Linked DNA regions of Delphinus delphis: region 2 is linked to region 1. Evidence: chromatin contacts called from public Hi-C data. All regions are on one chromosome and are shown on one strand. Each heading gives the region's core, a stretch centred on a gene start, on an enhancer-like site or on the middle of the called end of the contact. The rest is flanking DNA. Distances are from core to core; before and after follow the strand shown.

Region 1 (2,795 bases), core at 24-2,523:
GCTTCCGTCTGGCTGGCCACTGGAAGCAACACCATCCCCAGATCCAGCACAGTAAATTTCTGTACGGCTGGAAAGTACTGTTCACTCATGTGAGTTTTCTCAACTACTACAATCCCTTGAAGTTTACTGGACTTCAATGAAAAAAAAAAAGACAGGAAACTATTTTGTAACAAAATTCCATTCAAGACTAAGAAGCTATCCAAGGGTGCTTGGAATGGCCAATGGTTTTATATAAATTATTCCAAGGGATAGACAGAGGGGGGATAGAAGTCAATTTTCAATTTGTTTCTTTAATTCAGTACTTACGTTTCTAACCCGAACAAGTCTCTTTCTGTAGCCATTTCCTGCCACCAAATCAGCTTCGGTGATATAAAGAATGCAGGATCTGCTAGACAAGTAAAAATCTACCGGTGTCAGGCCATCCTCAAAAACGAGTTTAATTTTTCCTTAAAATACAGAAAAGAAAATAAGTTCCGTGAGCTTTGGATGAAAAGACGGCAATAGGTAGAACGTTTTAAAAAAGTGGGCTAAGGTGAGAGAGGGCTTTAGTAGAGGGAGCCCACCGACCTTGCATCCCCTGTGCCAGCTGCGACCCGCGCCATTTCTCATTGGCCACAATGTGCCCAAACGGCACGTGCATGGGGCCTGTGCCATCAAGGGTGTTCCCTTCCATCGGCTGCCTGGATCTAATGAGCGGAATACAAGACGGCACTTGAGCAGGCTCTCCGGCACACGGCCCCGCGTTCCACTCCCAGCCCCGGCCTCTTTGGCAGGGGCCCGTCTGCAGGGTGTTCTTTAAGAGGTTGATTATTAGCCAAAGTCTAAGAACCAGGAAATTCCTGCCCTAGAAGCCCCGTCCCTCATCTGCGTCACCTGCCTGGCCCCTGACACTCCCGCGCCGTGGCTCCTCCATCCAGTCCAGGGCGGGGGCCGAGCCGGCCAGGGCCCAGTTCTGGGTCTCCCGCGACATTACCTGCGGCGCCCCACTTCCGGGTTCTCTCCTGCGCGCTCTCCAAGTCCTTTATCCTGCCCGCCCTCTGCCTCCCCTGGCGCCGGATAGGCTATGGCCTCAGAGATCGACACGTGACTGGCCAATAAGAGAATGAACAGCGCACACAATTTCAGCCCTGGAGAGGATTTGAGAGTACCCGCTGGTTGCCATGAGCGACGGGTGTGCAGTAACCTTCGCTCTGATTGGTCTTGGGAAAAGCAGAGCCAATGGCAGACGTGGTTGTTGCGAAGTCCGTTGCGTACAAAAGGCGTCTGGGGCTAGGCCCGTTGGAGGCGGCGTGCTTTAGGGAGTGGTACTCGGTTCTGAGATCTGCTTGTCAGTCCAGTGCCGGTCTGGCCAACCCCCGCAGCAAGGATGCTCCTGGGGGTCCGGAGAGGCGGCAAGAGGCAGTTTGTAAGTATACCTGCGCCCGGCCTGCGCTCTGGCCCGTGGGGCCGGGAGTTAAGTGGGAAGGGGTTGGGATTTGGGATGGAGGCAAGGTAGCGGCACAAGAGGAATTGGTTTTTCTTTCGAGAAGCCCTGAATTTTCGTGTTTGGAACACGGATCCTCTATCCCAGTGTCGGCCTCAGTCGATAGGACTCGCCCTGTCTCACCTGTAACTTTCGCTCCGGTGTCGGGAGTTCACTCCTGCCGGCACAAACTTGCTCCACTACTGAATATTCCTCTGTGGGAAGTCATTCTTGATTCTTTCCTCCGCCACGCACCATGTACACCCCACCAGCAAGTTCCATAGATTCCACCCACCAGATGCATCTGGCAGCCGTCCCCGCTCCCACCCCGCCCTCCATCATCTACCTGCACTGCTGCAGCAACTCCTCCCTATTTCTCGGTCTCCGTTCCCGCCCTTCCCCTAGGTCCGTTCTCCACAAAGCAGCCAAAGGAATTCTTTTAAAATGCAATTCTGATCGTGCCCACTGCCCACAAGTCACACACACAGACGCTCCAGCTATTCCCACCTTTAGGTTTATTCAGGCCTTTGTCTTTGCTCTTTCTTCTGCCTGGAATGCTTCCCTGCAGACCTTACCATGGCCACTCTGGCACTGCGGGCGCACACTTCCAGGCTCATTCTCTGACCCCTCCTCCTATGATACTTCTTTGTAACCACTGCCCCCCACCGCAATGGCGTTGTTCCTGTCTCCCTTTTCCATACTTGCCTGGTGAAACCCGACCTACTTACATCCAGTTCTCCATAAACTTAATACTTTAAATACAGAGAAAGCATTTTGATAAGGGTACTCCTGAACTCTGTTTCAGTTTGGGATCAGAAAGCATGTCTGACTTGGCTTCCTGTTCTCAGCCCTATGACCTGCTGAAGTCATTTTAGACAGGTGGATGTTGAGAAGCAAGGAAGGTATAGTTGAAGCATATTTTTCCAGTGCAATTTTGCTAACTCAGCATCTTTATTGAGGTTTTTGTTGTGTTACTGAGTTCCTACTGTGCGTGTGCCAGATACCCACAATTGATTGACAGCCTATGGCCCCAAAGGCTAAAGGGTAGACAAACCTATAAGTCATTCAACACAAAATGGTGAGGGAAAAAGTGCCGAAGAGGCATATACCGGAAGGGGCAGCAAAGTCAGCCGAGAGAGTTGACCTGGGCCTTGGGAGGAGTAAGGAAATAGAATTCCAGGTGGAGAAAACAGCATGTACAAAAGTCTGACAAAGAGTCATTTGCTACGTGGGAACAGGAAGGCAATTCTGAGTGCTACAGCATCTGTAGGGATGAGGAGGGCCCGCCAGAAAAGAATCTGGGGCCACTGATAGGAACCACCTGATAGCAGCC
Region 2 (2,788 bases), core at 161-2,660, 230 kb after region 1:
GGCCGCAGCGGCTTATTCAGCGGGAACTCGGTGCCCAAGGTCAGCGCACGCCGCATGTCCGCTTCCAGCAGGTCCAGGCAGCTAGAGAAGGCCACCCAGAGGCGCTCGAACTCGGCACGTTCCTCAGCGCCCAGGCCCCGGTCGCGCAGCGGAGGTGTCAGTCGGCCGCGGATGGCCACCGCCAGCTCTTGCGCCTTCTGGCGCGTCTTCTGCAGCTCCTCTCGCAGGTTCTGCGAGTCCGCGGAGCCGCCGATGGTCAGTACCAGGTGGTGGTAGCATGCAGTCGCCTTATTGAGCGCGTCCAGTAGTGCCTTGCACTCCTCCTTCGCCATGGCGCTGCTCTCCGGCGCAGTCCGGCCGCCTGCGCCCCTCTCAGCCTCACGCCCTCAGCGCAGCAGGACACAGCCAGCCCCGACGGCGTCCCCTGGCCAGGCGGCCCGAGCACTCCTCATGGCCTGAGAGGAGCTAGCCACTGCCGCTGCTGTCTACAGAGCCGCTCAGGATCCACGACGTGCGCTTCCGCGGACTCGGCGCGGAGAGAGAGCCCCGTTAGCTGTTTCCCGTCCCCTCGTCCATCCTCCCCAGGTGCGCTCCTAGTCACACGCCGAATCTCTGCGCAGTCCTCGCCTCCACGGTAGCCACCCGCGAAGCCCGGGTTGCGGTCGCCATCCTCCTCCGGTGCAGTCGCCAGGGCTAGCCGGCCGCGGAGCCGCGCCCTCCGCCTTAGCTGCTGCCAAGGGCGGCCGGGTAGGGTTTCTTAGGATCCGCCCACCCCCTCCCGTCCTCGCTGGGCGCTTTCATCCCCTGGACCAGGGATAGGCGGGGCCCCACGCGGGAGGTCACGTGTAGGTCCCCCATCTCCCCCTCCGCACCCCATTACGGTCTGGAATATTAGCGCTCGTCAGATCCAATCCTCTGTTTTACAGAAGGGGAAACTGAGGCTCGATTAAAAAAAAGGGGGCTAAGATCACGCCACGTCCATGCAAGTGAAGGGGCTAGAACCCAGGTACCCTGACTCTTAGACCCTGCCAGCGATGGGAGTGGTATGCCTCGTAGGATTGGGCACCTCCGTCTCCCAAAACGAGCAGTAAAGGGCGATCTGCGGGGCGGGACGGCTCCCAAAATCTCCCCTTTCTAGACCAGCCCGCTTTCCAGCAACAGAGCTTGGACCCCACCCCTTGGATCAGATCTGCTCTCGGCCCCGCCCCCTCCCGTTCCGGGCACGCGCAGTCGGTGGCTCTGGGCTGGTCCAGCCTGAGTAGGAAGTGCTGTGTGCCTCCTGAGCCCCACCCCCGGCTGGGCGGACTCAATGATTGCTCTGCGCACGCGTCACTCTGAATAAAGACGACCTCTCATTGGGCTGACCAGAGATCTTGAGGCGCGGCTCCGCCCGACGGGGGTGGGCGGTGGAGCAGATCTGCGGCGTTGGGGTGGTGGGCCTGAGGTCTGAACCGAGGGGCCGGGAGGGGGTCGGCGCCGCTCTGGGAAGAGCGGGGAGTGAAACTATGTAGCCTTTTAAGTAAGTGTCCTCCCTCCTGTCTCCTCCCGCGCCCTCCTTCCCTCGGGACTGCTGCGCCTCGGGGCCCAGAGGCCGGGCGGGGCCCCGGAGCTGGAAGGGGGAGGGGCTCTTTCCTTTCCTCAGCCGGCGCCCCAAGCTGGGCTGGCGGTCTCCGGGCGGCCTCCAGGGCCCCGGCCCATCGCCGGGTGGACTGCCCCGCCCGTGCTCTCCGACTCCTGTCCTCAGCCGGGCTCGCTCTGCCCCTCTGGTGTGTTTGCGGGGCTAGGGGTGGGGTTGGCGAAGCATGTGCCCTCTGACTCCCGCTGCTCCAGGACAGGTCAGCAGGTCCGGGAACCCGGGAGCTCAGACTTGGGGCAGCACTGTCGTTCACGGGCTGGGTGGCCTCCGCGGTTTAAGGGAGGCCTCGCGGGGCGGGTGGAGGGGAGGGTGGGGGTGGGGGTCCGGAGCATCGGGTCGAGCTGTCGTGGTCCCCGCGGTAATAAAAGCGCGGGGGAGAGAGGAGGGAATCCCTGCTAGCCTGCCTCTCATGGGGCGGGGTCTCGTCTTCCTCCTGGGTAAAGATTTCTCCAGGAAAACTATGAAGCACCAAGAGGTGTTCCGGACTCTGGGTCTGTTCACTTCTTTTCGTTGAAAATGGACTGCCCGTAGGCTCGAGAGGAAGGCCGTGCCGCTCTGGCCGACTCTGGAGGTGCTGGGGACGTGGGCACTCGCGGCCCGTGCAGGGCCACGGGAGCAAGTGGCGCGTCTTCATTGAGGATTTAGGACATTCAGGGAATGAGGGGCAGGGGAGACTGTAGGGACTACTAGTTTGCCATGCGAGCTGGAATTTTCCAAGTCTGTGGGTTTTAGGGAGAGAGGCCCCTATTTTGATTAAGCAATGTACCCTTCCACCAGCCCTAGAGAAGAGCGACAGATATTAGCGGGATATTTACATTTCCAGGCCGCCTTGCCGGGCCTGATGTTGAGGCAGCCCCCCCGGGTCCAGAGCGCTAGGTTCAGGGCTCGTTCTCACTCAGCAGTCTGTCCTTTAATTGGTTGTTTCACTGGTGGTTTGTGGCCAGGGTTGGGTGGTACTCTGGCCCTTGGCCATTCTCTGAGGTGGAGGGTCCCAGCCACCTATGGGCCAAATGGGGCCTTGACAGAGGAAGAGTAGTTTTTAGGACAAAATCGGTAAAAGAAGGGAGAGCGCATCTCTTTGGGGAGCTCTGGGGACAGCAGAGGGAGATGAAGCTGCAGAGGTGGGCAGGAGACCAGGAGTGAGAGGCCCTC

The links. Hi-C and Micro-C count contacts between places; a contact is called where the count stands out from the background.
Region 2: a Hi-C map of lung shows a contact between it and region 1, with 5 times the contacts expected there. The contact joins the promoter of ANKRD27 here to the promoter of CEP89 in region 1. A contact is called at or near these places in 2 of 3 Hi-C or Micro-C datasets (lung and muscle).

The regions. Positions count from the first base shown.
Region 1 is chr20:17,924,749-17,927,543 of mDelDel1.2, forward strand. CEP89 (centrosomal protein 89) reads left to right here and starts at 1,274. Exons shown (of 19, transcript XM_059999171.1): 1 at 1,274-1,405. The coding sequence starts at 1,367. FAAP24 (FA core complex associated protein 24) reads right to left here and starts at 993. Exons shown (of 5, transcript XM_060000010.1): 1 at 878-993; 2 at 568-686; 3 at 307-446; 4 at 1-131. The coding sequence starts at 673.
Region 2 is chr20:18,151,425-18,154,212 of mDelDel1.2, forward strand. It overlaps ANKRD27 (ankyrin repeat domain 27), which reads left to right and starts at 1,411. Exons shown (of 31, transcript XM_069540238.1): 1 at 1,411-1,519. It overlaps RGS9BP (regulator of G protein signaling 9 binding protein), which reads right to left and starts at 617. Exons shown (of 1, transcript XM_059999930.1): 1 at 1-617. The coding sequence starts at 332.